2 separate regions of the Callithrix jacchus genome follow, and region 2 is linked to region 1. A link is a contact called in public Hi-C data. All regions are on one chromosome and are shown on one strand. Each heading gives the region's core, a stretch centred on a gene start, on an enhancer-like site or on the middle of the called end of the contact. The rest is flanking DNA. Distances are from core to core; before and after follow the strand shown.

Evidence for each region. A called contact is a pair of places that touch in the nucleus more often than the background predicts.
Region 2: a Hi-C map of skeletal muscle shows a contact between it and region 1, with 7 times the contacts expected there. The contact joins two enhancer-like sites. A contact is called at or near these places in 2 of 3 Hi-C or Micro-C datasets (induced pluripotent stem cells and skeletal muscle).

What each region holds. Positions count from the first base shown.
Region 1 is chr19:21,862,692-21,869,722 of calJac240_pri, forward strand. No RefSeq gene overlaps it. Among named protein-coding and RNA genes, the nearest start is that of CDC42BPA, 120 kb to the right of the region's middle. Within about 2 kb of position 2,565, at least 3 of the 16 cell types and tissues checked have an H3K27ac peak or open chromatin away from gene starts, as enhancers often do. A contact at or near this core is called in skeletal muscle, where this site is marked.
Region 2 is chr19:22,379,301-22,386,331 of calJac240_pri, forward strand. LOC144580369 (a long non-coding RNA gene) reads right to left here. Exons shown (of 4, transcript XR_013529790.1): 2 at 1,386-1,451. Among named protein-coding and RNA genes, the nearest start is that of COQ8A, 26 kb to the left of the region's middle. Within about 2 kb of position 4,496, at least 2 of the 16 cell types and tissues checked have an H3K27ac peak or open chromatin away from gene starts, as enhancers often do. A contact at or near this core is called in skeletal muscle, where this site is marked.

The sequences.
Region 1 (7,031 bases), core at 1,315-3,814:
TGAGACATCAGAAGGAAAACGGGCAGGAGTGGGTGAAGGAGAGCTCATCTTAGGGTCAGAAGCTACTACAGACACATCCAGAATGAGAAGGACTAAGAGGAATCCTGTGGTTAGCCACAGAGAGAGCATTTATGACCTAGGTGGGGGCAGCTTCAGGAATGAGGTGGGGTAGAATCCAGATTGCAATGGCATGAAGAGTGTGTGGGCTGAGGAAGTAGAAAGAGTGCAGCATCCTGGAAGCGTGGCTGTGACAGAGGGACAGGGAAGATGGTGAGAAAGACAGATACAGGCGGCTATCCTAAGTTGTTGACAAGATCACTTGCCCCAGTGTCATGCTCACTCAAGCATCCTTTTGGATATCTCCAGATCCCAGTGCCCACATGGACATCTAGCCACCAGACAGAGTAACGACTTGAGGAATTAGCATTCTAGTTGATACACATCCTCTCAAAAATTTGGTTAGCTCAAGGTTAGACCGACAAGATCAAGCTTTTGAAAATGCAAAGCTTAAGACATTGAACTGTTTAGAGATCCCCACATGTCCACACTGCATCTCTCTCCTATGTCTTTCCTAAACTGTCCTCCCTCCCTGAAATGCCATCCCTCAGACACACAAAACTTATTTTATTTTTAATTTAATTAATTTTTTTGTAGAGACAGAGTCTTCCTATGTTGTCCAGGCTGGTCTTGAACTCTTGGGCTCAAGTGATTCTCCTGCCTTGGCCTCCCAAAGTATTGGGCTTACAGGCATGAGCCACTACACTTGGCCACAACTTGTTTTATTCTTACACATTCTTTGAGGCTCATAGTTTTGCTCCGGCTTCCCTCACTGAACAGCTTCTTGTTTCTGTAGCCCTTGCTCCCAGCATATGTGTAGATGTTCAGTAACTGCTTATGGAATTAGTGAATAGATGGCAAAGAAAGATGAGGTTGAAAAGTCCTAATGAATAAAAGGACAAAAAATCCATTCTTTTTTTTTTTTTTGAGACGGAGTTTCGCTGTTGTTACCCAGACTGGAGTGCAATGGCACAATCTTGGCTCACCGCAACCTCCGCCTTCTGGGTTCAAGCAATTCTCCTGCCTCAGCCTTCCAAGTAGCTGGGACTACAGGCACGCACCACCATACCCAGCTAATTTTTGTATTTTTAGTAGAGATGGGGTTTCACCATGTTGACCAGGATGGTCTCGATCTCTTGACCTCGTGATCCATCTGCCTTGGCCTCCCAAAGTGCTGGGATTATAGGCATGAGCCACCGCACCTGGCCAAAAAATCCATTCTTTGATGGGCAGTATTTATTGAACATTTCTCAGGCACACATCAGGTATGACTGGTGTACAAAATGATAGGGATCTTGTCCTTGAAGAGTATATACATGGGAGCTCTTTTATCACACCTTTCATGGTTGAAAGGGGAATGGTAGTTATATTTGGCCTCTGTGCTTTCATAATTATTTGTTCACACTTGAGGCTGGCACGTTGTGCACAATAAATCTTTGTTGAACGGATGAATGAGGCTTTATTATAAAACTTATAATACGATTTTTTAGTGTTTATGTGTGATTTTCTCCTCCACATCATGAGCTCTTGGAAGCCAGTAACTATGCCTCACTCATGTTTGTTAACAGAATCTAGCACAGAGCTTTGTGCATAGTAAGTGTCAAAAATGTTTACTGGCTAAAAGAATGGATTACTAGTAAGGTATGAGCAATGCACACACAGCCGCACATACATGTATTTTACATTCTCTTTTCCCCCGGATTTTTTGTTGTTTTTTTTTTCTTTTCTTTTCTTTTGCATAGGAAACCAGGTGAAAAATCCATTTATTGTTATTGGTTTTTAATGGGCCTGAACGTTTTTGCAGGCATCTTCCGCAGTTTGCTCTGCCTGTGGCAAACAGACTCTCATTGCGTCAATAGAGGTGCTGAAGAATCCAGGAGGAAGCACATCACCAGGTTGGGGCACTTGGTCCTCGTAAAGCCTGTGACTATGATGGCACATAGCATTTCTTGGAAAGGGCAGGTGCTTGTTGATAGTCAGAACAGCATTGCACCTGGAAGGTGAGGGTGTGGCAAGTTGAGCTGAGGCTGCCCAGCTGCACTCTGTTTAACTTCATTAAGTTCCCCAATGAGTATATTAAATTTACCAATATGTACACAAACAGGAGGTACACAGGAAATGTCTAGTCTATAGATTTCCCCTCCTCTAGCCCTCTTATACAGCAAAAAAAAAAAAAAAAAAAAAAGACCTCCTCTGCCCCTTTCCTTTCCATGTTTGTCCTGTCCTGCCTGCAGGGGAAATCGGTTTGTTTAAGCAAGGATGAGGTTTTCCAGCAGAGTTAAGAGGGAAGAATAAATATTTTAAGTTTTGTTCACTTTCAGCAATGGAATGTGCTTGTCAAAAAACAGAAGACACATCCTCAGAGCTGCAGGGGATGTCATTTCAGAGGTTCTAGATGTTGCCACAGGGGCCACCATGGTGACTGCAAAACTGGTGGGATCACAGCAAAGATGACAACCCTTCCTGCATGCTCCTTGGCCAGCTCAGCTCCATGTGGCCTTGTCCTCTGTGAAGCAGCCTTCCAGCCTCCACACTTCCATGTTTTCCCCACCTTGGGTAGGAGCACTAATAGCTCATGATTCTTATTTTGGCGTATGTTCTTACTGTCCCTCTGCTTTGATGGCTAACACCAAGCACATAGTCCAAGGTCAGCCAGTGAGAGAATGCCCTAGGTGTTCCAGCATTTGGCCTCAACTCCATAAACAGCGATGGGAAAACCTCACACTTTCATCATCTGCAGCCTGATTTCTCTTGGACCAGCCTGATTTCTTTCCTGATCACTTCAGGGGGTGAGGGGGTTGTCCGAAAGCATGTTCTGTTTATTCGCAAGGAAACAAGCTGGCTTCCTCTCCAGCCATTTTTCTGCTCTTCATTATTTGTAAATTTCAACTCTCCAGCTACTCAAATTTATGAGCTATTATTAGTAGCTATGTGGAAACTTCATATTTGAAATGTTTTCTGATAAAAGAATGGGCACATTCTTTGTTAAAAATTACTTAGCTCATTTCTCCCTATTCTAGCTGCTTTCCTCTTTGTTCCCCAGCTCACTGCCAGATGCAGTCTTCACAACTTCGCAAAACTGCTGTTTAATTTGACACTGCTAACAGTTATTAATTCTAGGTGGTGGGAATATAGGTTTTAGTTACGGGATTATTTAGACTTTTCTGTAGTTTTTATATTTATCAGAAAAGAACAACCCTACCATAAATGGCTTTTTGTCCTCTTTCACGAGGTTCTGTTGGTGGTTCTGTCACTATCTCAGTTCCCAAGCTGTTAGCGGGACCGCGCTGTTTCCTTTGTGCACAACAAGATCTCGGCGTTCCAGGGCGGCGTTTCTCCCACCTAACAGCCGGGACTTGCCAACCATTCTTGCTGGACTGGGAAATGATTCTACAGATTAGAAAACAAAGTAAGGAGATACAGGGTCCCCAAGGACCTCTCTATTCAACTCTACCTCGAATTACTAGCTTTGTTCCAATGGCGTTGCTCCAGTTCCCAGAGAGAATATAACCGGGCTCTTGAGGTGGGCTGACCCCACTAAAGCTGCTGGGGTGGTCTGGACCAAAATGCCACATCATTTGACATTTGAGGGAGTTGAAGGCACAGGATGAAGGCGTTGATTCCAGAGCTTCACGGTTTAGCTAGACTTGGTTATACCCGTGTTTGCCATCTTTTAGCCAACAAACTGCATCCCTGTATGTACTTTCAGGGTCTGCATGTGCAGCAGCAGGTCTCAAACTAATGTGTGTATCAGAATCACCCAGAGAACTTGTTAAAATACGGAAATGATGTATTTTGAGATGTCATAGCCTTGCTAGTTAATGGTTTGTATATCATTAACTGATTGACAGATAAATAAAATGGAGCATAAGCTTCAAAAAAAATGCAGATTTGTGGACCCCACCCCTAGAGTTGCTGATTCAATAATAATGGGATGAGGCCTGAGGCTTTCTTTTTTCTTTTTTTTTTTTTGTTTGTTTGTTTGTTTGAGACAATGTTTCACTCTTGCCTCAGCCTCCCAAAGTGCTGGAATTCAAGTGTGAGCCACTGTGCCCGGCCCAGGCTTTGCATTTCTAACAAGTTTCCGAGGGACGCTGATGCTGCTGATTGGGGTCAACACTTTAAGAACCACTGATTTAGGGGTAGGACTGGTGGTTGTATCTTAACTATGGGCTGGGGTCAAAATAAAGGTCAAGAGGGGAAGAGATGTGGTGGTTTTGTACAGTTCTGTGGGTCTTTTGTTTTTTGTTTTCAAAGACAAAGTGGCTGTCTGTCACCCAGGCAGGAGTGTAGTGGCTTGATCATAACTCCCTGCAACCTAGAATTCCTGGACTCAAGGGATCCTCCTGTCTCAGCCTCCTGAGTAATGACTGGTCTCAAACCCTTGGGCTCAAGCAATCCTCCCATCTCTGCCTCCCAAAGTGTTGGAATTGCCACCATGAGCCACTGTGCCCGCTGCGCCTGACCCAGTTTTGTATTTTTACACATGCTTATAACCTAACAGTAAACGATATCCATTACTCTGTGCTCCAGTAGTTATGGGAGAGAAAGGCACTGCTTCGGAAGGGGCTCCTCAGTGTGTATCCCAACCCAGAAGCTATATTCTCTAGTCTTATAGCGACCCTGTCCATGCCCCTGGTTGGAAATCAACTTGAAATGTGCATCTCTAGATTTTTTTAAAGTTTACTAATATGTGTCTCAACAATATCCAGCAAAACTGGTGTTTAAAGCCATGTTTTGGGGTGTCCTAATTCTACCTACCCGTCTCACTTGCTGTTTTCATGGCAGCTGTGCTCTACAAACTGAGTGCCTGTCTGGTCGTCATCTGTCCATGCCACCCTCCCCGCTCATCAGGACCGCTCTCTGGGAGCTCACACGAGCCTCCATGCACTGCAGACCAGCTGGCTGTGTCCCAGGAGTTCTTGGGGCCCTGCCTGTCTCCTGAAGTGATTTAAAGTTTGAGTTATTGGTGACATTAATGGAACTGCTCAGGAAATAGAAAATCCCCAATAGATATGTCCTGTGTGTTTAAAGAAAAGGAAGAGCTTAGGGGTGGGGAAAAGCATTCTTTGTTTTTATTGCTTAGTGCATTTCCCAAAATGATCCCTGCTTCTAACATTTAGCCCTGGGAGGAAAATCCCCAAATAAGTTGTAATAATCTGAAATCTTAGCCTGCAGAAGCAGAGGGGAAAATATTGGTAATCTGCTATCTTTTTTATTATGTAACAGTAAAACTTTATTTTTGCTATGAGACTTTATTTTTAGGGTGGTGAATAGTCTCTGTAGAGGGTTATGGCTTAATTTTTGCCCTCTCTGTAAGATGATAATGATTAGGCACATATTGCACTGTGTTAACATTTCTGCTGTTATTAACTTCTCATATATGAGAAAGTTAAACAATATATATCTCAAAATATTGCTTTTTATTATGTTGTATACTTTGAGAGTGTTTTAGAAAAGCCCTTCTGTCCTCCCTAAAGATACCTAATTTTTTTCCACATGGTTAAATTAGAGACTTCATTACTTTTTCCCTCTCAGAAATCTTAGATCTGGGGACATTTTTCATGAATGATGGAGAAAATTTGTTGCCTTATCTGGAGAGATAGAGAAGTGTAACTATTGTCCATAGAAAAAAAAATTAACGGTAGTCAGTGTTCCCTGTACTGTTACATTTGTGTTTTAACTCATTTCGCCATTAGATGGTAGCACAGTAATAGACATAACAATTTAGGGGTGGAGGCAGTCTCATCCCCCATTTTAAATAAGATCATGAAAGTCTAAGTTGGTTTAGTAGAACCATCAGATGGTCTTTGTCAACCCCAACACTGTAGATTTGGGCCGGAGACCTTGGTCCTAAGACTCTGTGGCAAGTCAAATTGAGGGTGGATGTTATAAACAGAAGCTTTGCTTTCAGGATGCCCAGTTACCTCCAGATCTGGGATAATTATCATTTAAGCCTAAGAATGCTTGGATGGGGTTGGGGGTGTTGTTTTGAGACTCCTTAGCACTGATTTTGGTTTCTCTTTGTCTCCTCTCCTTTCCCCTCCCCTCCCCCATCCCTCCCTTCCTCCCTCTCCTTCTCTCTTTCTCTTTCTCTCTTTTTTTTTCCTTTCTTTCTCCTCCTCCTCCTCTCTCTCTGTTTCTTTCTTTCTTTTGACAGGGTCTCACTCGATCACCCAGGCTGGAGTGCAGTGGTGGAATCACAGCTCACTGCAACCTCAAACTTCTGGGATCAAGAGATCCTCCCACCTCAGCCTTGGAGTAGCTGGGACAATGGGCACACATCCTCACACCTGGCTACGTTCTCTAAATTTGGATGTAAAAATATATAATCTATTATTACCTCATGACATAGCTGCTGTTTATCCAACATTCAAATTAAATACATTTCTTTGAATTAGTATTTAATTTTCTCTTCCTTGTGTCTATACTTTCGTAAATTGATGTTTAAAAAACAAGCAAGGCCAGTGTTTGGCATTTCTCTCCCACGTAATTTGTGACCTGGGAGAGGGGAAAATGGCTCTTCTCCAGTCTGTCGATTTCAAGGGTCAGCTGCCCTTTGACATCAATGTCTTCCTGTCTTCTGCAGTGTCATAACGTGTCATTGTCAGGAATTCTGTATCCCAAGAGGACAAAAGAAAACCAGGTCAAGGGAACTTGCATGGAAAGGTAAACGTTTTTAAGAATGGCAAGTTTGGCTTAATTTTTAACATAATTGAAAGCTAATGGGGCTATACATGGCTGGTAGAAATAGACAAGAATCCAGTTTGACCTAGTTTCCGTAAAGATAATGAGTCCAAGAAGAAAACAGTGGATTTGATTTACAAACGTTTTCCTGTTTTAGGAATTAAGGTGAGATTATCAGTAAGGCTTCACGGGCCCTAGACTTTTTATTATTATTATTATTTTTTTTTTTTTGAGACGGAGTTTCGCTCTTGTTACCCAGGCTGGAGTGCAATGGCGCGATCTCGGCT
Region 2 (7,031 bases), core at 3,246-5,745, 520 kb after region 1:
GATGGTAAGCAACTTGCCCGAGGTTACACAGCTAATACATGGTGGAACCAGGAATGTTACCTTGCCTATCCTTTCAAAGCCCTGCACCTCTTAGCCAGTAGGCCACACTTTATCAGACTGCTGATTTTTTATGTATCATTGCATTGAATCAATACAATGATGAATATTTGGGGGGTAAAACCAAAGTGAAGTTGGCCTTATAGTAAAGGGGAAAGAGCACAGACCAGGAGCCGGGAGGGTTGGAATTAAAGCCTTGTATTGGGACTTCAGAGCTCATGCCCTTTCTAGTGACCAGCACTGAGTCAGCTCCTTCATGCAGGTTGCTTTAAGACTGTTGGGAGAAGTGGTAGGGGCCGCTGGCTAACAGGATACAGAGCTGATATCTGTGTTAAATGACTGCAGGACTGCTTTCCATTGCTAGAGATGTCCATGACTGTTCTGATCAAAATAAATAAAGCCCTAGTTTTGGGGAAACTTCACATCTGCCCTTTTCTTCCACCTTAATCCAAGACTAGATAAAACGTACCTCCTTTCCCTTTCTCACTTAACTGCATGCTCCTGAACCTTAAATATTCTAGAGCTCTTTCCCTGCAGGCAATGGCAAGAAGGACTAACCCTTCCAGGTTAAAGCTCAGGATCTGGAAGACAAAATTCTGTGCTCAGCTCTGCACAACACGGAGGTAATAATGTTCATTCACCAAACATGTCAATCCTGTGATGTGCTCAGGCCCTGGCTGGGGCCTCTCTGCTAGCACCTGGGAGGGAGAGCACAGGGGGCCTGAGCTTCCCACAGAGCAAGGACTTGGTTTGTCATCTTTGCTTCTCCAGTACCACCTGCCAGGGACTCGGTGGTGGAAACTGGATGCCGGAGGCCGACCTGGTGAACACCTGGGCTTGAGGTCCCCGCAGGCCTCAGGGCGGAATCGGCTGCCCTCATGTGGCCATGCTGGAGTGGAACTAACAGACGGAGAAATTCAAGGCAAATGGAGGAGACCCTGGAGGCAGGAAGGGACGTAACTGAAGGACAGCAGAAGTGTAAAGCCACCAGAAAAAAGCCGTAGCCTTCTGGAGGAACAGTGGACCGCAAACGCTTTGGTCTCAGGACCCTTTTACACTTGTAAAACTTACTGAAGACTGCAAAGACCTTTTGTAATGTGGGTTAATTCTATCTTGTTGAGAAATTATAACTAAGACATGTTTTTTTTTTTTAATTTATGTGTCAACTTTTTAAAAAATAAACATTTCATTTTAACATAAATAAGTTTTTGAAAATAGCTATATTTTCAAATAACCTTTCATGAAGACTGGCATTTGTTTACATTTTTGTAATTTTCTTTATTAGAATATATAGAATATCTTAATAGAAGACAGCTGGATTCTCATACCTGCTTCCGTATTCAATCCCTTGTGATAACACATACCATGCAGCTTCCGGACAACTCCAGTGTACACTTGTAAGAGAACGAGAATGGGAAGGTAATGTAGTTTTATTACAAAATAGTTTTGATCCATGGGTCCCCGGGACCACATTTTGAGAACCACTGCTGTAGAGTTTAAGCTAAGAACTATCTCTGGCTCAGGGTCCTCCTCCTGACATTTTTTTGAGAGAAAAACACTGTCCTAAGATTCATATGGAATCTCAAGGGATCCCCAATAGCCAAAACAATCATGAAAAAGATTAAAGTTGGAGGCCTCACACATCCTTTCACAACATATTACAAAGCTATAGTAATCAGAACAGTGTGGGCCAGTCTCAGTGGTTCACGCCTGTAATCCCAGCACTTTGGGAGGCCAAGGCCAGCAGATCACCTGAGGTCAGGAGTTCAAGACCAGCCTGGCCAACAGGATGAAACGCCATCTCTCTAAAAAAAAAAAAAAAAAATCAGCAGAGCATGATGGCACACGCCTGTAGTGCCAGCTACTCGGGAGGCTGAGGTAGGATAATCGCTTGAACTGGGGAGGCAGAGATTGCAGTGAACCGAGATGGTGCCACTGCACTCCAATCTGGGTGACAGAGTGAGACTCCATTTCTAAACAAACAAAAAAGAAGTCCTGGGGTGGCTGAGGGAGCTACTTAAGGAAGTCATCATATCCCCAGCCTGTGGTTTCCTTCTCTATCATACATGCTTTGCCTATGGCTTTCATGCTGGTGGTCACTAAGTGCCTATGACATCTCAAAGCATCACAACTGTGTCCCATGCAAGGAAAAAAGGCAGATCATGACTGAGGCACCCCTTCCCCTTTTAAAACCAGGAAAACAATATCTTTCTAGAAGACCCAAGCACTAGACTTTGGCAGAGCTGAGTCACGTGGCCTCTCCTAAGTACTCAAGACCCTGGGAGATGAGCAATGCTAAATGTGAAGAGGACACCCTGAGCACAGCAGGGCTCTGTTAGGAGGGAGAGATACTGGGGAAGGCAACCAGCATGTGAAAGCCATGTGAATGGACAGGATCACGTTGGGGAGGGAGGAGCAGCAAGCTGCAAAGGGGAATCAGAACTGAGGGCTGAAAATCTCCTGCATCTAGGGTAAAAGCAGAGAAGCAGCTGGAAAATGGCCAAGGAATGAGCTAGAGGAGGGAAGAAAAGTAGGAGGAAATTATCAAACAAAATAAAATTGGAGCTGAGTGCAGTGGTTCATGCCTAAATTCCAGCGTTTTGGGAGGCTGAGGCTGGATGATCACTTGAGGCCAGGAGTTCCAGACCAGCCTGGGCAACATTGCAAGACCCCATCTAGACAAAAATTTAAAAAAAATTAGCTAGGCATGCTGATGCATCCATGTAGCCCCAGTTGAGGTGGGAGGATTGCTTGAGTCCAGGAATGTGAGGTTGCAGTGAGCTATGATTATGCCATTGCACTCCGGCATGGGTGACACTGTCTCTAAAAAACTTAAATTTTAGAAACTGGATTTAGTAAGGGGATTTTTTAAAAGGATTATCACAAGGATGGGAAGGGGAAGAAAACGGGACCATTGCAATGGGGGGAACCTCTGACGGTTAGGATCTTCCGGAGTCTCCAGATCCAGGCTAACAAGTTTTTTCGTTTTGTTTTCTTAATAGGGGAGTAAACACGACCACAAAGAACAGATGTGGGGAAGTGGAGTGGAAGGGTGGCAAGATCAAATAGATGGGAGATGTCTGCCTCTGGAGCCAACCTCTTCTCCAGAGGGGCTGTCTGCCGGCTCAGGAAAGTTTAGGGACCTGGGAAAAAGAGGGAAGTTAGGGGCCGGGCGCAGTGGCTCAAGCCTGTAATCCCAGCACTTTGGGAGGCCAAGGCGGGTGGATCACGAGGTCAAGAGATCGAGACCATCCTGGTCAACATGGTAAAACCCCGTCTCTACTAAAGATACAAAAAATTAGCTGGGCACGGTGGTGCGTGCCTGTAATCCCAGCTGCTCAAGAGGCTGAGGCAGGAGAATTGCCTGAACCCAGGAGGCGGAGATTGCGGTGAGCCGAGAGTGTGCTATTGCACTCCAGCCTGGGTAACAAGAGCAAAACTCCGTCTCAAAAAAAAAAGAGGGAAGTTTGGTGAATGAGCATTTTGTTCCGATTAATCAGTGGGGAAAAGTAGCTCCGGTGATCATTTAAAAGACCAAGAATGGGAATTTGGAGGGTGTGTGTGTGTGTGTGTGTGTGTGTGCTCCTGTCATAATTAAACAAGAGAGGCATCTAAGAGGCCTAGTTAGGGAAGATGGCTCTTTGCAGGAAGCTGTCTACTAGAACACAAAGCATGGGGGGTTTTCTCAACCTTAGCTGTTTCCAGGAGCAAGGGCTGAGACAAAATCCAACATTTTCGGAACCAGTAGAGAGTGGGTGTCATGAAAGTCTTGGAGAAGAAAGTATTTAAAAATCAAGACCACCTATTGTTAGGATAAATCAGGCTAGAGTAAAAAAAGAAAAATCAAAAACTGAAGAAAAGAAACAGTGTTTTAATATGAGAATGTTGTTATAATTTTTTTTAATTATTTTGATAATTTCAAACCTAGAGAAAGGTTGAGGAATAATACAGAGAATTCTTCCTGATTCCCCAAATATTTTACTACATGTGTTTCCCCATGGGTATGTTCAGCCTCTCAGGTTTCTGTTCCCCTGCAAGTCGGCTCTGGAGTACTGGAGGTTGGGGTAGGAGCAGGAGGATGGCCTGGGCGGCCATCTCTGCCGGCAGAACTCGGAGCCTCATCTCTTGGTTTGGCTGTAACAGGTGCTTGCGAGCCAGCCCAGCCTCCCAGGCTCTGACTGACAGACACTTGGCTCAGCAAACACCTCACCCCACTCCACTGCAGGCCTCAGAGAGGGACTGCTGGCTCTCTGCTTGGGAACCTACCACTTGCCCACTGAAAAACTGTGGGAACCTTCTGTCTTGTGCTGAGGCTCAGAGAAGATAACCCGTGCCTACCATCCAACCCCACTGTGTTCCCTTTGGAAGGTGGTGTAGAGTCAGGTACTGTTGAGCCTGAGACCTGACTTTCTCCCCAGTCCCAAATGAGGAGCAAGGGGAGGTCTTCCCTGCCTCCTCTCTTCTCTCCATCCTCTCCATTCCCAGAATACCCCAGGGCCCAGGGTAAGCCACGCCCTTACTTCCTCTAAATCAGGGGTCCCTAACCCCCAGACCATGGAGAGTACCAGTCTGTAGCCTATTAGGAAGCAGGCTGCACAGCAGGTGGTAAGTGGTGGGAATGAGCATTACCACCTGAGCTCCACCTCCTGTCAGGTCAGTGGCATTAGATTCTCATAGGAACCTGAACCCTATGGTGAACTGCGCTTGCCAGGGATCTTGGTGGCACGCTCCGCATGAGAATCTAACACCTGATGATCTGAGGTGGAACAGTTTCACCCCCAAATCATCCCCCAACCCGTCTGTGGAAAAAGTGTCTACTATGACACCAGTCCCTGGTCCCTAGAGATTGGGAACTGCTGCTGTCAGTCATATCCTCCTCCTCTCTCCATGGATGGGGCCCTTCCCTACCTCCTGGGAGAAACTCTAGGGAGTCTTCCGGGTTTGAGTTTTTAAACCTGCCACTCTTATTAAATAACCCAAATCCCTATGTCTCCTGCCTTGAGGTGATAAGACTCTTCCTTGGTCTTCCTTAGAGGAAAATTAAAATGCATGGGTCATTTGCAAAGTAGTAGCTGGGTACAACTGCATTTTTCTCAGAGGCCTTCTCTTCAAAAATTAATGTTCTTATCCCCCTTTTTGGTCATTTAAAAAGTCATTCTCATGGGGAAATCTTTGACTTTAAAGTTTAAAACTTAATGAAATTTAACAAAAGAAGGCCAATAAGCATATGAACAGGTACCCAGCATTATTAGTCAGCACTAGGGAAATGCAAATCAAAACCACCAAGAGACACCACCACACACACGAATGGCTAAAATCAGACTATTTTTCATTTTTTGTAGAGATGGGGTCTTGCCAGCTTGCCCAGACTGGTCTTAAACTCCTGAGCTCAAGTGATTCTCATGACTCAGCCACCCACAGTGCTGGGATTATAAGATTATACTTTTTTTTTTGAGACAGAGTTTCACTGTTGTCGCATAGGCTACATACAGTGCAATAGCCTGATCTTGTCTCACTGCAACCTCTGCCTCCTGGGTTCAAGTGATTCTTCTGTCTTAGCCTCCTCAGTAGCTGGGATTACAGGCACCCGCCACCAAGCTCAGCTAATTTTTGTATTGTTAGTCAGATGGGGTTTCACCATGTTGGCTAGGCTGGTCTCAAACTCCTGACCTCAGGTGATCTGCCTGCTTCTGCCTCCCAAAGTGCTGGGATTACAGGTGTGGGCCACTTTGCCTAGCCTATATTGGGTATTTTGAGTGTCCTTGACAGGAAGATGGCAGCCCATGCTTGCTAACAATTACACACTGCAGGAAGGACCTATTTCTACTAGTCAAGAGCACCTATTCCACAAACCATATGCCATGGGTTACTATACCAACTACTCCCTGCTTGATCTAGGCCAATCAGTGATCTCTCTGTCTCAGTTTCCTCATCTATAAAATAGAAATTGGAATAGTGGTTACCTCCCATTGTTACCAGAATTGAGGTGAACTCATTTAATATGAGCCTAGTACAAGGTTGGCACTGCATAAAGCTTTGCTACTGTCACTGTTACTCTCTAGAGTCCACAACCACTGCCTCGAGATCCTTCCTAAGGTGTCCAGTGGTGCACACAGCAACACAGCACTTCTGCTTATTTTCAACTGGCAACTGGTCACATGTACTGACAAGTACCTCCTGGCTGCCTCCAGGGAGCTCCTGGCCAGTGTCCTCAAAGCTTCTCCACAGCCTCTGGCCATCCACTCAGACCAGACCCTTCCTCTCTACCACCGTTCAAAGCTGTCCAGAAATCCACTGTCCCTCACATCACCTTTCCAAAGTAGCTGAAAGAAAGGTGGTGATTACAGCGTCCTTCTCAGTGGGTGACCCCAGGACCCTGCCTCCCCATTCAATCCACATAAGCATAGAACACATCACTGAATCACAAACCACAGGCATGCTTCTACTGTGGATAGTTTGATCAGCTTGCAATCCACAGAGACTGTGCTGTCGGGCATGAAAAATGTCCACAGCGGGGGCAGGGGGTGCATATGCATCTGCACCTCATCCTTGGCCACTCTAAGCCACTGGCAGGCATTCTGTATAGAGCTGACGGTGGCAGTGGTGGGGGCCGCAGGGTCTCCTAAACACTGAACTCTGAGTGTTGGTACAGCTCCATCACCTCCACTTCATTTTAACTCCAGGACTGAGGTTTACCTTAATCCCCACTGCTGTCATCTGCTGCCTCCCAGGGCCCATTTCCACTGTCTTTTAAGACATCAGCTTGTGGTTCTCATTGCTTTGGTAACTTCATCATCGATGTTGGTTAACCAAAAGACACACCATAACTATGCATCCCTCATCCTGTTTAGGTAGCTATGTGGTCACTGGAAATAAAGACATTTCCCAGTCTCTCAGCCTCAGACGGCTATGGCCATGGGACTAATGGCCAGTTGAATATAGGCAGAAGTGCTGTGTGTAACTTTGAGACATGT